2 separate regions of the Lactuca sativa genome follow, and region 1 is linked to region 2. Evidence: chromatin contacts called from public Hi-C data. All regions are on one chromosome and are shown on one strand. Each heading gives the region's core, a stretch centred on a gene start, on an enhancer-like site or on the middle of the called end of the contact. The rest is flanking DNA. Distances are from core to core; before and after follow the strand shown. Region 1 holds the start of LOC111905846 (polycomb group protein EMBRYONIC FLOWER 2). Region 2 holds the start of LOC111905840 (ATP-dependent 6-phosphofructokinase 4, chloroplastic).

Region 1 (7,201 bases), core at 2,451-4,950, 140 kb before region 2:
GTTTTTGGTTTTCATATTTAGGTATCCGCGGATACCCGAACCGAACCGTTTGATAATATATATATATATATATATATATATATATATATATATATATATATATATATATATATATATATATATATAAGTAAAAAAAATATTATTTCATTAGTATTGTTTTGATTGATCTACAGTTCAATAACCTAAACAAAAATCCATATCGACAACTTCAATTTTGTAATTCTAAATTCATTTGATTTTCTTGTTAATTTTATTATTGTATTTATTATACAAATTATAAGATATAATATTTAAACTTCATTATGTTTTTTTTAAACTCTTTGACTTACTAATTTTAAGAAAGAGATAACTAAAATGGAGTTTGTAGTTTCAATTTAATTTAATTTTTTATATTTTACCGGGTACCCGTGAACCGAACCGTGGTTACCCGCTTTCATACGGATCGGTCCGGTTCGGTTTTTTTGTCAATACGGTTCGGTTTCAGTTAGTGCGCATGAGGTACCCGCCCCGCGGTCACGGTTCACAATTTTATTACTATCCAAACCGAACCGCCCCGTGAACACCCCTACCTGGTGAGGTGTTGCTATGTAGTGGTTTTCGATTGAGGTGATGCTCGAAGGTGGAGGGGTGCTTTTGGTGGGATGGTGAAGGTTTATGCTCGTGCATAAGGCTATAACAGATGGAGATAGAGGTTGTGGAGGTGATAAAGGCCATTGGATGACAGTGAAGGTGCTTTGGGTAGCTGACAACGCCGATCAAGGGTAAGGACGACTTCGTTGGTTTTCTATGACGGTTCCTCAACGATAATGATGGCATTGGCGGTAGTTTCAGGAAAGAATGGCGGTTATCAGTGGTTTCCGGTGAGACATAGCAGAGAGGATGTTGGGGGTGGGGTTTAATTTATGGGTTTAAGCACCCCTTGCATCGATTTGGGTACTTGGTTTAGATCTGGGCAAGACGGGGGATATGCTAATAGTGGTTTTCAGCTTTGTGAGTGATTTCCGAAGAGACAGGGGGGAAAGAGGACAGTGAGGATGAGGTGGATGACGACTGATAGTGGTGGTGAATGATGGTGTGCTGGTCGCTGGTGAACTTTTATCGGGTTAATGAATGAGACATGGGGGTAAGGGTGAGGGAAATAGAGGTGGTCGGCGACGGATAGTGGTAGGGAACGATGATGACAGAGAAATGGCGTAAGTGCTTTTTGTTGATAGAGAGGGAAAGAGAAATGGGATGGGTGAGCCCTTTTCTATTTTTTTGTTTTAAGTTAAAAAAATATAAAGTAAATCAGTTTTATGTATTTCAGTAATTAAAGATAATGAAAAATATAAATTATAAGGGCATAATCATCTTTTTAAGTGTATAGAGATTAGAGACCAAAAACAATAAAAAGATCCAATGTTTGGACCACAATACATCACTAAAACTTTTTGACCAAAACCATATAATTTAGCTAACCACATGGACAATTTTTGCAATTTTGTCTATTATCTTTTTATGAAAGAAAGTCCTGAAAACCGACTAACATTTTCAGTTTAACTTTTTTTTTTTTTTTTTTTTTTTTTTTTTTTTTTTTTACATTTTTAGTTTAACCTACTGAGGTGGTACGCCAAGGTGGAAGGGTGGTTGATGTAGCATGCCACATCATTGCCCTTCCTTACTTAAAAAAACAATTTTTTTTTGGGAGAAATCGAAGGAGGGCGACACAAACTCGTGACATCCCTCTCTCAAGGCAAGTTTACTAGAGATTTCTCTAATAAAAATTATGAATGAAGAAATGATAGAAAGGTGTGTAGCACAATTGGTTAAGGTACTGTTTGTTTTTTCTAAAGCAAAATGTTTGCAATATGCGGACCACATCTGTAGATCTTTACAGTAGAAAATGTGGACCAAATGTCTGCAGTTTGAAAAAAAAAACTGTTTGTTTTTTTAACATCTTCAGGTTATTAAAATAAACTAAAATCTAAATAGACTGATTTATTAATATTTTTATGACTTTGTTATAAGTAATTAACAAATCTATATCAACTTTTATGTATTATTGTATAAAAAGTGAAAATAAAAATGATACAAATTAACGTATATATTTGATAAAATCCAACAATTTTGGTCGCAAAGTTATACCTAAACATTGTCATTAGGAATCAAAGAATTTGATACATAAATGGATTGAAATAAAACTTCGATTTTTTCAATTAAATCAATTAAAAACGTACCATAAATATTTTCCCAAGAAATTGACGATAAGGTATTAAATAATGTTTTATAAAATTTGGCACAAAAATATAATAATATATTAAGATTTTTTTATATTTATATAAACAATTTTAATGACCATTATTTTTAATAAATATTTATTTATAAATTTGTCAAAAATATCATGTTTGTGTCGTCGAACATTTTTTTAACGTAGTGTAACCTTTTTTTTTTTTTTTTTTTTTTTCAAATTGTATATCATTAATAAAGTTTGAATAAATTTAAATTAAAAAAACTAAAAAAGTAAAGATATATGTGTGTTTTTAGGTTAGAAGATGTTTGGAGATGTTAGAAGAGTCTGGTCCACATTTGAGCCAAAAAAAGGGCGCACATATATTTTTAGGTTTGCAGTATTAAAAAAAACAAACAGTCTACAAAGGCTAATATATGCACGTAGTCTGCGCGACGCAAACAAAAGAGGACAATAAGATCTATAGAAAAAAAAAACAACACATAAGAGCAACTCCAAGCATAAAACACTAAATTGGTGATTGTTTTAACACTAAAATAGAGTTTGTATTACAGTCAAACACTAAAATGATGTTTTTTAGAGGCCATATAATTTAGCCTTCATATTTGGTGTGTGAAGCTTTCCCAAACACTAAAATAGTGTTTTCTAAAGATTGATTGGAATGAAAATACCATTTTATTAAGTGTTTTAGTAGTTGGTTGGAGTTTGTCTAAGTTGATTGCCTGGGGAGTGGGAGGTCATGGGTTCGAGTTCCCTTTCCTTTTTTTTCTCTCTCCCCCCCCCCCCCCCACCCCCCAAAAAAAAATGATTTTCTTAAGGTAAGAAAAACCGTTGATGTGTCATGTGATGTCACATTAACCATCCTTCAACCTTGAATTATCAATGTTATGTGATGTCACATTAACCACCCTTTAACCCTGACTTGTCAATGTTAGTCGGCTTTTAGGATTTTTCATTGGAAAAAAGGACTAAAACTAAAAGAGTAAATTACACGAATGATCCTTATAGTTTGGGTAATTTGCATGTTTGGTCCCCAACTTATATTTATAACTCGGAAGTTCCCTACAATTTGTTTTTGTTGTGTGCTTGGTCCCTATCTTACCTAAAAAGACTATTTTGCCTTTGGTTTTTTAATTTATTTAAATAAAATGGAGTAGGTAAGGTAAAGTAAGATGAGGTAGAAGTAAGGTTGGGGTGTGTTTATTTAAATAAATTAAAAAATCAATGACAAAATAGTCTTTTTAAGTAAAATAGAGACCAAACATGCAACAAAAACAAACAGTAAAAGCCTTTCGAGTTAAAAAAATAAGTTAGGGACCAAATATATAAATTACCCCAAACCATACGGACCATTCATGAATTTTACTCAAACTAAAACTTATCAAAAATTTAAAATTTTCTAAAAAAACAAAAACATATTTATATAACATAAGCTTTTTGACATATGTCATAAATTGATAATAAATTGATAAGATAGATGAAATGATTTTCCTAAAACATTGGTGACATAATCATACCGTGATAATAGTCAAAGACGCCGTTGCTTTTTTAAACTCTGCAAGTCTTCCCCAAACTTGCTTTCCTTCTTCCCCTCAAACAAATTAGGGCTCTTAACATACATATAAGGTACTATAAAATCTTCAATTTTCCAATTCATATCAGTTTTGCTCCTTGTTTTTGTCGATTTTCTAGATTAATAACAGCTGAATACATTAATTATTGATATTGATCAACGATCCTGTGTTCGATGTTCGTAGTGTTTTTACGTAAGATGCAGAGAATAAGGTTGATATTTCCCTGTTTCCTTGATTTCAATTACGGAATTGTTTAATTTGCGTTTAATTCGTTACAGTTTCCGTTGCTTTACCTAATTGATCATTAAGTATTTAAGAGAGACGAGAATACAGTTTTTGGAACTAACTGAGATATTTTTAAGAAGATAAATGGTCGGTATAAAATTTCACCTATGCTTCATTGATTACAGTAGTGCGTTAGTCTCAAAGTGGAAAGTTTTAGCAACTGGAAAAATGTCATTCATTTTGCATCCGTTTGTATATGGTATGGATGGGTGATATTTGAACCTTCAGTAATTTACTAGAACTAAATTTCTTTAAGGTACACCATGTGACTCTGTTTTATGTCATCAGAACAATTGGTGATATGAAACAAGAAGAAACACATGCAGAGATTATGTAATGATCATTTTTTTGCCATTCAATTATTCGCTTGAAACATGACTAATTCACTAGGATATATTCAATGCAGGTGTGCAGGGGCTTAAACTGACTTTCCCCACAGAGGCGCAGATAAGTATGGGGTTGCAATTCAGGAGTGTCTAACAAGAATGCCCGGCATATCTTTAGTTGCTCGTGAAACCACGTACTGCACCTTCCATTTCAGGCTATTCTATGTCCTCTATCTGTATAACTAAGAATTGTTTAGAACTGTGTATGAGATTCTTAAATTTGATAGCCTTTGGGTTTTTCCTTTCATGGGTGTAGTGTATTCATTCCATTTTTCATTTTAGGTGATCATGGAACAGGCATACTCTTTACATTGCAATTGCATACATCTATTTGTCTGTCCTTTTGAGTACCTCGTGCTTTCTGAAGCTTACAATGTATTGCGTGGTGCATGAACAAAGATATGCAAATTCAAATTCATGGAACAAGAAATCTGTTTGCAATTGCAGTTACTCTAGATGCTCAGATCCGATGTGCCGCCATGAAGCTCGTGCTCATTTGTCTCAGGAAGAGCAAACTGCAGCTGAAGAAAGCCTTTCAGTTTATTGCAAGCCTGTAGAACTATACAACATTCTTCAACGACGTGCTGTTAGAAATGTGACTTTCTCATTTTTCCTATCTTTCACTCTTCTCTTCTCTTCTCCCCTTCATCTTCTGTTTGCCTATCTTTTAGGCTATAATTCATTGATATGTTTGTGTTTCTAATGGATGGATGGTTTCTTGCAGCCATCATTTCTACAAAGATGTCTGCACTACAAATTACAAGCAAAACAGAAAAGAAGGCAAGATTTGCAACATAATACTCACAACTAATTGTACTGATGGCCATGTGCTGTTTTCATTACTGAATAGACCTTCTAGATTTATTCCATAATTTTTTTAAAGATATTTGCATCGCTTCTGTTTATTGTAGGGTACAAATATCAGTATCCATATCTGGTGCTACTAATGATGGGCTGCAAACTCAGAGTCTTTTTCCTATGTACATGTTGTTGGCAAGAGCAGTCTCTACTACAAATGTGGAGGTATTGCTATCAACTTTTACTTTTGGGTGAAACCTTCTTTTCTTTACTTTTTACGCCTTCTATGATGCCAAATGAGCAATTCTTTTTTTTTTTTTTCTTTCTGATTTCTAGACACAGTGTACAACTGTATATCGCTTCAATCGAGCATGTAAATTGACAGCTTTTGGTGGGGCCGACAACACAAGTTCAGCAAAATTTATTCTCCCTGAGATGAATAAACTATCAACAGAGGTTAAATCTGGCTCTCTTGCTGTGTTGTTGGTTAGCTGTGGTATGACACTGTTTCTAAGTTTGGTTACATTTGGAGAATTAATGTGTATAAGCTTGTTACAATTTTGAATTTTGATCTACTTTTGCAGCTGATACCACAAATCTTCAAGGGATTGATCTAACAGAGGACCACATGTTTTCTGCCTCATGTAAGATGTGCTATAGATGGGTAATCTTCTTACTACTTGTATTCTGATATATATTTTTTACGTGCTTGACAGTGAATCGTGTGGGTTATTGCTTATTTGGGAAGATTCCAATGGATTTACTTCAATCTTCATGGGAAAAATCTCCAACATTAAGTTTAGGGGGAAGAGCTGAGATGATGTCAACTGTTATTATGCAGTCCTGCTTTATGAAGGTATGTCTGCTGGTGTGTATAAACACTTGGTATCAAGTAAAGTTAGTGAAGAGTGATGTCAGTGAAAATCCATGAACATTCTATGCATTATTTTTGTAAATAACATATTCTACTTGTATTCTGATATACATGAAAGTAGTTTTTTCCCATATTTAACAAGTTTGCTATGATTTAACAATATATTTAATGGAATAAGGGCTAATTAACAATATAAGGGATGGTTCATCTTTTTTGCTCCTCTATCTTCTAGATTCTCATCTTGGGGGTTTGATTTTGCAGTTGAGTTGTTTGGATGGAGGAAAATGTGTATCTTTTCACTTCCCATATAATTCTGAAGCTGTGGTAGGTTTGCTCTTAACTCTTTGCTTCTTGTCAAGAACACTTTTTTTTTTCTTAGTTTAATTACTGATTTTGTTCCTACTGCTCAATTCATTTTATGGTTGCTAAAGAGCATATTGCAGCAAGTACAAGTCATTGTTTCAGCAGAAGAGGTTGGGGCTAAAAATATGTCTCCCTATGACATGTATTCATATAATGATACCCCTAGACCTGGTATTATGAGGTAGTTTATATTTGGCATTTCTTCATTTAGATATTTACTGTTATATTTATTAGTTCCTTAGAATTTTTTTATGTATTTACTTTCAGGTTGAGGTCTGGAAATGTTATTTTTAACTACAAGTACTACAACAATATGCTGCAGAGGACTGAAGGTAGATGAATTTCTTGACACTTTTTTTTACCATGTCATTTCTGATGCTCTTAATTCTATAAAATCCATGCCAAATCTGCAGTGACAGAGGATTTTTCGTGTCCATTCTGTTTGGTGAAATGTGCAAGTTACAAGGTAGATATAGCTCTAGATATATTATTTACTCCATACTTATATTTTATGCTTATTAGGGTCTGATTGTTTGTTGATAATGTCTTTTAGGGCCTGAGATTTCACTTAACTTCATCACATGATCTCTTCCGTTATGAGTTTTGGGTTTGTAAATTTCATGAATCTTTCAGAAATTCTTGTTGCTATAAAATATTTACTTTCATAATGATATGCAGGTTACTGAAGATTATC
Region 2 (6,796 bases), core at 2,776-5,275:
CTTCCATTCACAGTAGTGGATGGAAAATATTGGTATTCCATGAGTCAATTGGTGTAGAAATTTGTAGGAGATATTCGACTTTCCTTTTGGTGGTAGGACCCTAGTTTTAGGAGAGGGTCTTGACACATGAGAATGTCTTCATTTGAGATCGATCATACAAGTGTGAAAGGATATATATATATATATATATATATATATATATATATATATATATATATATATATATATATATATATATATATATATATATATATATATATATATATATATATGCCATCACTTCACTTCTCAAAGTTTTAAAATGAGACTTTACTTACTTCAACACATAATAAAGCCCAGCACTAAAACTGAATCTTTATTTTATTACTTTCATTAACTAAATATATAGAAGAAAAAAAAAAGACGTATCCTGAAGAAAGTTGCAAAGTATCTTAACCACATAACAAGGACCCAAACATCTTAATCCATTGTAGGCAACATCACATCACAATAAGATGTTTGGAAAGAGATTGAATATTGTTGCATGAAGAGTCGAAGATTATCTATTACTATTATTATTATTCACGTTTGTCCAAAAAAGTAGGTTGATTAGTAGAAGCCAAAAGTCTAGCCCACATCCTATCCGTCAACTTAACAACATTTGTAGCCTCCGTAACACGCTGCAATTATAAATATTAATTGGCAATAATAATAATAATAATAATAATAATAATAATAATATGATGAATGTAAATATGACAGAGTAAGAGTGCTTAATTACCTGTATTGGAATATATGCATGTCTGCTATTGACAGGCCCAACTGTAAAACCAGAAAACCCTGCCATGGCCCCATGAACTGCACTTTGAGCAAGAAGTGTACAATAGATATTATCATATGCATTGCTTGGAACAGCCCGTATCATGTATGTTGGATCTGCAAGGGTACAATCGTCATTTCATCTCTTTACCCATTCAGCCACTTATATATTCAAGTGTGTACCTATATATTTCATGTTTATGGCCATTTTCTTGTCCGTTGCAAAATGGTTTTTAATTTTCTGAGTCAACCATTGACCAATATCAATAAGCAGTTTATTTCCAGATGCATCTCTCTCTTCAACTGCATTCACACTATCAGAAACATATTCTTGACCTGCGCCTTCAGCCAACACAATCACCACATGCCCGTTCTCTTTGAGTCTCTGCTGAATGAACTCAAAAAGACCACCTTGCCCTTCTAGATAGAACGGAGACTCTGGAATCAAGCAGCAATCCTGTTTTACAGTTACAATAATATCCATAACACCTATTAATTATTATGAGAACATATCTATCTTACTCTTGCATTACAGATTAATAAAGCTAATAATATTACAAATTTGTTATTTAGTTACCACATCTCGACTTGCCAACGTGGCAAACATGGCGATGAATCCTGAAAAAGATGAAACAAGTTTGGAAGAATAAATAAGAGACAAAAAAAATAATGAATTTTTTTAACAATTTATTTCATGAAATGTATATGAAGATAGATACTTGCCACTGTATCGACCCATGAGTTTGACTATTCCAACTCCATTTTCAACACTTTCCACTTCCACATGTGCAGCATTTATTGCTCTTTGAGCTTCCTCTACAGCAGTATCAAACCCAAAAGATTTGTCGATTACCTGAAAACAATTAGGTAATATTATTATTAACCTCCATTTTAAATAAAAGAATGAAAAAAAGAAATGGTTTAAATAACTTACAGCAATATCATTATCAATTGTTTTGGGGATCCCAGCTACTGCCACGTGAAGGCAACGCCTTTCAACTTCCTTTCAGAAAATAACAAAAATAAATTCTTTTTTTTCAAATTAAACCCTGTATGGGTAAAGTGTCTGAATGGATAATGATGTATGTCTAGATAAAGTGTTGTATAAATATATAGGTTTGTTTCTTTTCTAGACCTGAATAAACAGTCTGAATCAGACTAAATGACCATTTTACCCTTACATTATAGCGTGATAGGGAAAACGAAGGGCAAATAGGTAAAGGTTTAGTGTATAGCTGTCCGCATTAAGTGTTTAACCTATTAAGCACATTAAGTGAAAAAAGAAACAGCCCTTTATAAAGCAATTAAAAAAGAACATAATCTTTGAAAAAAAGGAATCACCTTGTAAATGGCAGCTGCTCCTTTTTGAGTGCCATCACCACCAATTATGTACACCTAAAAGTAAAACACCAAGATTTTATAAAACTTTTCTTGAAAAAGATCAAATTTGTTGTTGTAAAGGGAAATAAAATAACAATATAACATGAACCTGATTTATCCCACGATCCTGGATGTTATCAACAATCTTGTTTGTATCATGACCACCTCTTGAAGTCTGAAGAATAGTTCCACCACGTTTATGAATATCATTCACAATTTTTGGAGTCAATTCCATGGTGTTTCTTGAATAGAAACCCCTATATCCTCCCTCAATCCCAAGTATGTTATTAACACCATACATAAAATTCAACCCGCATACAATCTCCCTGATGACTGTGTTGATCCCTGGGCATAATCCGCCACATGTCACAATACAAGCTCGTACTTCCTCTGGCTTGAAATAAACCTAATGTTTTATAAAATTTCTTAGACCAAAATGAACTAATAATGTGTGATGTTATGTGACAACTAGCTTAAATAAATCATCACATATTACCTTTTCACGAGGTCCTGCACGCCTAAAGTGCACTCCTCTTGGACTGCCTTTCTGAACAACAATCTGCAATTAGATGTCAAGGTTTAAGAACAAATTAGATTTCATGGTGAAAAGGGATGTGTCTATGTGGAATGGTTTAAGAGAAATAGTTTATGTACTTGGTGTGCTACAACATCTTCTGAACTAACAAAAGTGTTCCTGTGGAAAAGAGTGATAATGTATTTAGTAAGTTGCAAAAGTAGGCATGTTTTGTAAAAAGATTAGTGCACAAGTTATGGTTATAACTTTATAAGCATAACATTAAAGATCTTGAAAGAAGGAAAAAACTTACTTAACGATTGCATAGGCTTGGCTGTACTCTAACGGATTTGGATATGTCTGCAAGAAAAAAGATTAAAATAAAGATTATCAAAAACCAAGTAAGAAAAGAGTCTCATTTAGTTTAAAATGACAAATGTCTTCAGGTTCACGAAATTTTTGACAGAAAGATGTATCTTTGATCTTCGTAGATTTTGGAAAATGGGTAGGATTAGGATCGGAACTAAGGGATCATATATGAAGGCTAAAGGATAAAGTACATTAGGTGATTTCATTTGTTCTGTAAAAATATACATCAATACGCATACAACATATATGCACACGCAAAAATGAATCAACTTCATTAATATGCCGCTCTCAATCAAACTTGGACTACTCCCAAAAAGGTAAAGTTGATTCTTCAGGGTAAGAATGGTGGATTCAAGTTCCAAATAAATAGGATTCCGTCACTAACGCGGATACGGAGATTTTCTTGTTGGTATCATATCTTGCTGATCATCATTTTTTTTAGAACATAAATAATTTCAAAACTGAGAACTTGTTTGATTGACTTGGAAAGTGAAACAGAGATGTAAACTACCGGTAAATCAGGTAGGAAGTTCGTCAAGTGAGGAACGTCTTCGAGGACGAAACCTTCATCGTCGTCGTCATCGGTCGGAGTGTTACCCAGATTCGAAGTTTGAGCTCTAATAGGGTAATAACCGGTGATTAAGGACTTCCTGGAGTATATTTGCGGTTTAGAAGTGAAATTGGTGAAAAAGAGAAGGGGCTTGTAGAATCTGGGAGAAAATGGTAGCGTTTTAGTGAGAGAAAGCTGAAGATTTGGAGAAGAAGCCAGTGAAAGATCCATTGATAGTATGATTTTTGACTGAATGAATGAATGAATCAAATGCTTTTTCCAAGAGATTTTGGGCGGAGAGACGAGTATATGCAGGTTGAAGTTAGTCTTGGTAACGGCGATGGTCAAATCGATACAAAATTTCGAGCGAATATATGAATCACCGTCGAAATTGGACATAAGTGTTTCTCAAAAAGGTAATTTTAGTTTCTTATGTTTTCACATCATATTCTTTTAGGTTAGAGTGTAAACAAGTCGAGCCCGAGCCAGGTCAAGCTCGGATTGGGCTCGTTTAAGTTATATAAGGCTCGAGCTTCCTTGTACTGAGCTCGTAAGGAATTATACAAGCTCGACTCGGGCTCGGGCTCGACTCGTTTTTTATCTGACGTGTCTAAATAAGCTTAAGCTCGGTTCGAGCTCGTTAAGAAGTTCGTTAAGAAGCTCGTTTACTAATATCCTAAATCCATAATTTCCCTAATATGTGTTTATTTTAATATATTTAAATAATATTAAATTATATTATATAAAGGCTCGTTTAGGCTCGCGAGCTTAATCAAGCTTAATGACATAGGCTTAAGCTCGAGCTCGTTTAATAAACGAGCTTAATATTAAGCTCGAGTTCGGATCGGGCTCGTTTAAAATCGATTTCGGGTTGAGCTTTTAACGATCCGATCTCGAGTAGCTCGCGAGTAGCTTGGCTCGGTTGCACCCCTAGGCTTGAGCTTCGGCTTTGATTTCAAAGCTCGTGTTCGGTTTGTAAATTGAACTCCATAAAGTATTTGGGTTCGACTTAATTGTCAGATAAATTGAAGTCCATAAAGTTCAATAGATTGTCATATTATCTAGGGATGAGCAGTTTTTTTCAAATCCCGATCTCGTACCGGTACCGTATCGAATTTAAAAATATGGGACGGTACTTGGTCCTCCAAATACACAAAATTTGGGATTCGGTACCGCCAGTACCAGTATTAATACTGAAAACCGGTACCATTCCCGGTACCGGTACCAGTGATTTTAATTTGGTTCGGTACTCGGGATTAACTTTTGATCGAATTCGGTTTTCGGGAAATCGGGAACGGTACGGGTCGATACCGGTTCTGTCCCACGCTCATCCCTAATATTATCTTTCTACAATCCATATAATTCTATTATTTTTTCTCTACAATACATTAAACTCTATAAAATTCAATAGAATGTTACAAAATATAATTTATAGTAAATATTTAAGAATTAAAAACTTTTATTTTTCCTATTAAATAGTTCAATGGTTATTGAACTCAAAATCCATAGAATGACACATGGACTTTTCACCTCATTCAACTATCTCATTGAACTAACCATTGTAGATGTCCTAAGTATAAACAAGCTTAAATTCAGCACGAGCTCGTCTCGGTTAATAGTCAAATATCAAGCTCGTTTGTTTTTTTAAGTTCGTTAAAATGCTTGTTTATCATTATTTAATATTTGATATTAAATTATAATTTAATATCTAAAATTAAAAATAAAAATTATATTATATAAATATGCATAGGCTCGTTTAGGCTCACGCACCTAATCGAGCTTAACAGATGAAGCTCAAGCTCTGGCTTATTTAATAAATGAGCCTAAAACTAAGTCCGAGTTCGTTTAACTCAAGCTTGAGTCAAACTTTTAATAAGTTAATCTCAAATAGCTCACAAGTAAACATATTTATTCTTCTAATATAAAGTTAATTTTAGTTTATGATATAGTAGGCATAATTGACTCAATGTGTCACAATATCAGATTACTGGATTGAAATTTTAAATCATATTAATTAAAAAAATATAAAACAACAAAAAAAATATCATATGTGACATAATAACCAATTTATAAGTTTATTATGTAGTTTGAGAATGGCATCACAAACTAACATTAAATTCACAAAGTAACTCTATGATATACTCGGAAGAATATCACATAACACCTTTTGTTTAAGATTTTGCTCATGCAACGCCAAAGAGATCGTTCCATGTTGGATGAAAAACTTTTCATTCTTCCAGCTAAATCTCAACATCCTGCTTGAAGGCATCTTAAATCGTCTCGGTTTAAACATTTAAATCTATAGAGATCATAACTTATACTCCGTGATGCCACCCTATACATTTCACAACTTGATCATTTTAGTACTAACATGACATGTATGCATTCTCTACTACTTACAATCCATTAATTAACCTCAATGCAAACATCACTTGTATTCATCATATCAAGTCTCATGTCTTAAAAGTGCATAAAAAGGTTCCATGCTTGAACATATGTTTTCGTACGTTAAGAATGAAGAATAGGAACGATATTATTCTTGAATGCAAGTAGTTTGAAACAAGTGGGGTGTTTGCATACCATTATGGTTGCAAGCATTCATTATCACTAAAGTATAAAATAACATGAAAGTTAGAAAGTTCTCAAAACTACTTGATTTTGCTTTTGGATTTAATAGTTTTTTGTTTAAAATGAATACTTTAAGCTTGTACTTCCCAAAAAAAATTATTAAGTTCAATTTTTTTTTCTCAAAAGCTAAAATCTTATTCTCAACACATCCTATCATCAAAAATTATGTATGAAACTAGACTTTTAGAAGCACTTCAACCCAAATCTAAATACAATCTCACATCAGGCATTCTTGTATGGAAGACAAGATAGAAATAAAAAGTACACTAAAAATAAAACAAGTTGGTATAACTAAACCAGCAAGAACATGGGTACATAATTGCATGCGGAATTTAGTTAACAAAGGCACATGTTTCAACCTCAGTGACTCCTTTCAAGAGACATCTTCTCATCATGTATGTAGGATAATGTTGTTAAATAGCAACCAACTATCAAAAATGTCCAATAAAGTCCCAAAACTATTTTCTTTACGTCTAACATACCATCAATTATGGGTATATTCATTAAACTTTGAAAAAATGGCCATAACGCATGTGATATACACATGGGTTTTGCAT

Evidence for each region. A called contact is a pair of places that touch in the nucleus more often than the background predicts.
Region 1: a contact with region 2 is called in a Hi-C map of leaf, with 5 times the contacts expected there. The contact joins the promoter of LOC111905846 here to the promoter of LOC111905840 in region 2. A contact is called at or near these places in 3 of 4 Hi-C or Micro-C datasets (leaf and seed).

What each region holds. Positions count from the first base shown.
Region 1 is chr8:14,831,918-14,839,118 of Lsat_Salinas_v11, reverse strand. It overlaps LOC111905846 (polycomb group protein EMBRYONIC FLOWER 2), which reads left to right and starts at 3,700. Exons shown (of 22, transcript XM_023901568.3): 1 at 3,700-3,853; 2 at 4,493-4,606; 3 at 4,920-5,067; 4 at 5,197-5,252; 5 at 5,384-5,495; 6 at 5,607-5,766; 7 at 5,855-5,914; 8 at 5,987-6,126; 9 at 6,406-6,468; 10 at 6,576-6,688; 11 at 6,775-6,839; 12 at 6,921-6,973; 13 at 7,061-7,114; 14 at 7,186-7,201. The coding sequence starts at 4,572.
Region 2 is chr8:14,688,950-14,695,745 of Lsat_Salinas_v11, reverse strand. LOC111905840 (ATP-dependent 6-phosphofructokinase 4, chloroplastic) reads right to left here and starts at 4,025. Exons shown (of 12, transcript XM_023901561.1): 1 at 3,573-4,025; 2 at 3,006-3,052; 3 at 2,833-2,872; 4 at 2,675-2,737; 5 at 2,288-2,584; 6 at 2,140-2,193; 7 at 1,733-1,801; 8 at 1,522-1,651; 9 at 1,376-1,416; 10 at 982-1,255; 11 at 761-915; 12 at 343-659. The coding sequence starts at 4,010. The coding sequence ends at 558. LOC111905842 (putative lipase ROG1) reads right to left here. Exons shown (of 10, transcript XM_023901562.3): 10 at 6,789-6,796.